Linked DNA regions of Ovis aries: region 1 is linked to region 2. Evidence: chromatin contacts called from public Hi-C data. All regions are on one chromosome and are shown on one strand. Each heading gives the region's core, a stretch centred on a gene start, on an enhancer-like site or on the middle of the called end of the contact. The rest is flanking DNA. Distances are from core to core; before and after follow the strand shown. Region 1 overlaps TCF7L2 (transcription factor 7 like 2). Region 2 holds the start of TCF7L2 (transcription factor 7 like 2).

The links. A called contact is a pair of places that touch in the nucleus more often than the background predicts.
Region 1: a Hi-C map of liver shows a contact between it and region 2, with 4 times the contacts expected there. The contact joins the enhancer-like site here to the promoter of TCF7L2 in region 2. A contact is called at or near these places in 4 of 16 Hi-C or Micro-C datasets (hypothalamus, liver, mixed tissues and 1 more).

Annotation. Positions count from the first base shown.
Region 1 is chr22:33,060,908-33,063,607 of ARS-UI_Ramb_v3.0, reverse strand. The region is part of intron 4 of TCF7L2 (transcription factor 7 like 2); the gene reads right to left. Among named protein-coding and RNA genes, the nearest start is that of TCF7L2, 60 kb to the right of the region's middle. Within about 2 kb of position 1,412, at least 5 of the 54 cell types and tissues checked have an H3K27ac peak or open chromatin away from gene starts, as enhancers often do. A contact at or near this core is called in liver, where this site is marked.
Region 2 is chr22:33,001,012-33,003,817 of ARS-UI_Ramb_v3.0, reverse strand. It overlaps TCF7L2 (transcription factor 7 like 2), which reads right to left and starts at 1,429. Exons shown (of 14, transcript XM_060404496.1): 1 at 729-1,429; 2 at 372-438; 3 at 9-133. The coding sequence starts at 917.

The DNA of each region.
Region 1 (2,700 bases), core at 163-2,662, 60 kb before region 2:
CTGGGAACTTGCTATTCGCAGAGTTGCAGCAAAGCACCTTCCCATCAGGTGAAGCCAAGCCAGTCCTCCACCCCTGGAGGGGAGGGAGGGAGGGAGGGAGGGAAGGGGGAGGAGGGAGAGGGATGAGGGGAGGGCAAATGGGAGCTGAGCTGTACAGGATGCTTGCATTTCCAGGCAGGAAAGAGAAGCACAAAGCACTAGTACCAAACTGGATCCACACGCAGCGAAGGGGAGGAGAAGTAGGGGGTGTCTGCATGCTTCTTTTCAGCTGGCTCGCCATCTGCCTGGCAGCCATTCCACCTATCTCCCCAGCCCTGTATCAATCAAAAGAGCCTTCCAGGCCCCTACAGTAGGCCAGGCACATTCTGGGTGACCAGGACCCTCAGATAACTTGGTATGGTGGCATGGCTGCCCTCCAAACTCATTATCTTCAGACCCCAAAGAATCATTAGTTACAAGAACACAATACACATACTAACTTTTAAAAAGCTCAACCCAAGGGCCACAGCACTTCCCAGTATTTTAAGAGGCATCCATCCACTCACCACCTATTACTGCTGCTTTTAAAGAAGGGCAAAGGTGACATCTCCGCCTGTCGCTGGCTCAAAGGTCACAACAAAGACGCCAACAGAGTGCTTCTGGGTTGTCAAGTCTTTAACATAACGTCAACCTGCCTCCCCCGATGCCAGCCACAGCGAAACCAACAAATACAGCAGTGGTTTACTTTTCGTTAAGGGGCAGGTGTCAAGCCCGGCTGAAATCCACATTTACAAAAAAAAAAAAAAAAAAAAAAGTTGGCTGTCCATGTGATCACGTGCATCCCTGAAAAATCAATATAGCCAAAACACTCGTCTACTCACCACTTTGAAAAAGAAAAAGCAACCACCCTTAGTAATGCTTTTTCTCTAAGTAGTGGGATCATGGACCATTCTTTCTGGTTTCTTTATATTTTCTAACACACCATTTTACTCCTAAAGAAAAATGTTTAAAAAAAAAAAACCTATTTTCCAGTAAACTAGCAGATAGCTGCAACTTACGCAGGACATAAAAGGTCAAAGGGGCCACCATGTCTGGTGACATTCGAACTGGTTATGTTCGCTGGGGTCAAGTCACTGTATCGCTTCCCCATAAGGAAGCGATAAAACGGGCCCCTAAAACCACCAGGGGGCCCGTCCGATAAACCAGGGACACAGTCTGGTATAGCTTCCCCTGGAGCCTCTTGAGGACTTCTTCAAAGGTGCCTCAGTCACAGGGAGAACCCCATTTTGGGTCTCACGTGCTGTGTCCCAGTGGCCCCAGAAACCCACCCTCACTCCCGTGTCACGTCTGGAAGCGGCTCCGATTGCCACCAGCACACCCACAATAACTGTACTCTGCTTCCTGGTTCTCATGGCTGCCTCCCAAGGTCATCTCCTGCTCACCTCTCTCCAGCTCCCAGCACTGCAGCTGGCGAGTGTGAGGCACTCAGCAAGTGAAAGAAACAAGACACTTGGCTGTCCCACCCAGCAAGGCTCTCACAAAGGACTCAGGGTAAAGCCTGCAGGGCTGGCTGAGTGCCTTGCACCCATTCTCAATGCCGACTCATTGAGGACCTCATCCCAGTCTAAAGGACATTTTCAACGCCTAAAGCACAGAGAGAATGCAGGAGAGAACAGCAGAGCCACATACCCAGAGAGGGAATTTAATCTCCTCCCACATCTTCAGAGGCTAATCTTTATTGAGCGCCTGCCACATGCCAGACACCGGTCAAGCGCTTGCCATAGGTCATGGAATCTTCACCATCATGATGGAAATGTACCTGTTTCCTCGGCAGTGATGGGAGATGAACTGGGGGATACGAATCCAATTTCTCAAGGCCTCTTAGAGAGACCAGCAGTTCCTCCATCACCCAGCACTGGGCCTGCTCCATAATTATGTGTCGATGGCCCCGATGCCACCTGACTCAGCTCCCCCCAGCCCTCTTTAATATGCTACACAAAAGCCTGGTTTGCAAAGAAGATGCATTTTTAACGTGTAAAGGTTTCTACTGAACCTCTCTGAGCCTCGATTTTCTCAGCTGTAAAATGAACATAAACATACTGTGCTTGTTTAAAGCTGCTATGAAAAGTAAATGAGACACAATTAATAGACCCCAGCAAGGAATTTAATACAAATTTGGTTCCTCTGTCTTTTTTTCTGAGAAATAAGGTGATCAGGAAAGCTATGTCTGGCTCCTCCAATAATCAGATTCTTCCTTAGGAGACTCTGTAGGGTGCATGTCCTCCAAGGTGAAAGAAAAGTCCCCAGTGGCCACAAAGGGTGGCCAGCCTTCCCCTTGACTCCGACGCTAAGGGCCACATCCAGGAGAGCCCTTCTCAGCCAGGCTGCGATCAAGAGGGGCCCATTTAAAGGGCCAGCGAAAGAAATGGTGTGGGCAGCTGCAAAGCACACCCAAGGAGGGACCAGGAAGAAAGAGGCTTAGTTCTCCATTGCTGGGCAATTCCTTTGTTTCCTCAGGGGTAGAAAGGGATAATGCCCGCTTCTCCCCACTACCTCAGGCCCTTCATGCCTGGTTCACAGAGGAAATCACTCAGAAACCTCTCAGGCCTGCCCCACATCTTACTACTCCATGGGACTCAAATCCCTCACGGTTTAGGAAAGTCTTATAAACCACATCCACGGGGCCTACAAGAAACAGTTCAGGTCTAGAAAACACAGGTC
Region 2 (2,806 bases), core at 180-2,679:
GCACTTACAGTTCGGGCGGTGGGCGAGAGCGATCCGTTGGGGAGGTAGGGGCTCGTCAGGTCGGGGATCATGATGAAGGGGTAGCCGGGATACGGTGGCCCCTTAAAGAGCCCTCCATCTTGCCTCTTGGCCGCTAACATGGCGGGGCGGCGAGGGGACGGCGGCGGCGGCCGCGCGGAGCGGGAGAGAGCGAGGAGAAACTTTTTAGAAAAGTGCCCCAGGTGGCCGGGGGCGCCCGGGGCCGGACCGGCGCACGGCCGGGCCGAGCGGGGCGCGGGGCCCGGGCGCGCGGGGCGGCGGGCCCCGGAGTTGGGGGCCGGGGGTGGGGGGGCAGCTCCGGGCGGCTGCGGGGCCGCGCGGGGCGTACTCACCTTCTTCCAAACTTTCCCGGGATTTATCTCGGAAACTTTCGGAGCGAGGCGGAGGCCGTCTTTCCGCCTTCCCGGAGGGGTGGAGGTGGGGAGGGCGAGGGGCAAACGCCACGCAGAGGTGGGGGAGAGAAGGGGGGGAGAAAAAGGATCAGCGAGGTGGGGGGTTTGGGGTGAGGGGGAGAGAGAAAAAAACAGGGTTACAAGTTTTTGCAATGGTGGCCCCACAAGCACACGCCGCCCGCCTGGCCCTGCGGCGCCCCGCCGCCGCCCCCAGCCCCGATTTCTCCCCTCTCAGCAACATTTGCCAAGCCCAGGAAATAGATTAAGAACCCCACCAGCCCGAGGGGCTTTTCCTACCTCGGAATCGGAGGAGCTGTTTTGATTCGTTTCTGATTCATTGACTAGAGACGATTTGACATCAGCTAAATCCCTCTCCGCCGAGGAGTTTTCGGAGCTCTTCTCCTCCTGCTCGCCCTCGTCTTTGAAGGAAATCAGTTCGTCGTTGGCGCCTAGGTCATCTCCTCCACCGCCGTTCAGCTGCGGCATTTTTTTTCACCCACCAGCAGCAATTTTGGAAGAAAAATGAAGTAGGAAGAAAAGCCAAAAAAAAAAAAAAAACCCAAAAAAGTTTTGCCCCCCCAAAAAAAAATTGCAAGAAAAAGACGAGTCCAAGGTGAACTTTTTTTCTGCTTTGGGGTCTTTTTCTCCTGGGGAGGGGAAAGAGGGAGGAGGGGAGGGGAAGGGGGGGGAGATCTTCTGCACGCGTGAGTTTGGGTTTCTTTTTTCTCTCGTTCCCAAGGATCCGATCAATGTGCAAAAAAATAATAAATAAAAAAAGGGGGGGTAAAAAAAAACACACCAACAACAACAAGAAGTCAGATATAAAGAGCAAAGGGGGGGGAAGCCGAAGATACAGGAGGAGCTCGTGCCGCTCGGATTTGAGTGAGTTGAAGTTAGACTGAGAGCTTTTCAGTTCAAAGGCGGCGCTGATTGACAGATAGAAAAAGGGGGATCGAAATCCGGAGGAACGGAGTAGTCTGGGAGCGGAGATTATTGACAGGGCGAGAGGAACACACTCGCTTAATGAGATGCCGGGGGGCGGGCCCGGCCCGGTGACGTATGCATAAATAAACAGCCGGGGTGGGCGGGGCGGGGGCGGCTAACAATGATCCTTTCGGGCGCCGGGAGAGGGAGGAGGAAGGGAAGAAGGAGGAGGAGAGGGGCGGGGGAGGAGGGGGGGAGACGGAGGGAGGAGTGTGCAGGGGGGAGAGGCCTGCGCCGAGTGTGTGCGAGCCCGGGAGTCTGGGCGAGGGAACGGGGACTCGCTCCGGGTGGGGGGCGGCTTCAGAAAAGACAATGCGGAGTAGGAGAGGAGGGGAAGGGGGGGTGGGTGGCGATCGCGTCAGGAATCCGAGTCGAGGAAGGCGGAAGGAAAGCCCACTTGGGGGGCGGGGATGGGGAGAGGCCCAGAAAAAGTGCACTTTAGAAATATTAGAAATAAGTCTTAAGGAAGGAGAAAAGGAGGAGAGTATTGGGGAAAGGGTGGGAAGTAGGGGTTTAGTGGTTAAGCCAGCAATGAAATCAACCACCCTTGGGCGGGATGTAACAGAAGTGGTCAAAAAGAGAGATCAACCCTCCACTCTCAGAGAGCTTGGGGAAGTGGAGGGCTGGGCAAAGTTCCTGGTCATCTGCAGTGAAAGAAACTATTAACCCACGAGGTCTTCCCTCCCCTTTTTTGTTGATTAATAGTGAATCATTTCGTTAAATCGTAAGTCTCTACTAGAATAAATATGCCAAGATGACTTTTTATCCAAAAAACAATCAAATACTGTAGTGTTTGTCAGGAGCATTAAAAATATCCTTAAGGAAAAATACATGATTCTTGATTTTTTTCAATGTAGAATGTTGTTCTTTTTTTTTTTTTTTTAACTGACCTTGGAGGTGGTAGGAAATCAGCTAGGATTCAAAGTCCTGTCTGACTTTGGAAGTGAAAAGTTTGGGCGTTAACACCGCCAGGGAAAATAAAACTGAAAGTTCACCAACCCCAGGGATCAGTGGTACTGGAGTCTTTCTGGAAGGAGATCTGAAATGAAAGCCCCCAAAGACTGACCAAATAATCAAGATGTAGATGGTTCTGGCAGGAAATTGCTAACCCAGCTGATGCTGGAAGACCTCAGGGAGGATATGGAAAACCAGAGGGTTGAGGCAGGTATTTGTTGATTTTTAGGCTCTCTCCTGGGGAGCAAATTGATTTGCTACAAAATGGGGAAGAAAATTATGTTAAAGGGGGAAAGGCCTGGGTCCCAAAACACAGTGTTCCTAGAAAATGGAGCAACAACACTCATTTTCTTGCAAATACCCAGTGAGAGGTGAACTGGAATCTGCAATAGGAAAGGGGACAAAAAGAACCAGGGAAAAAAAAAAGAAATCAATAG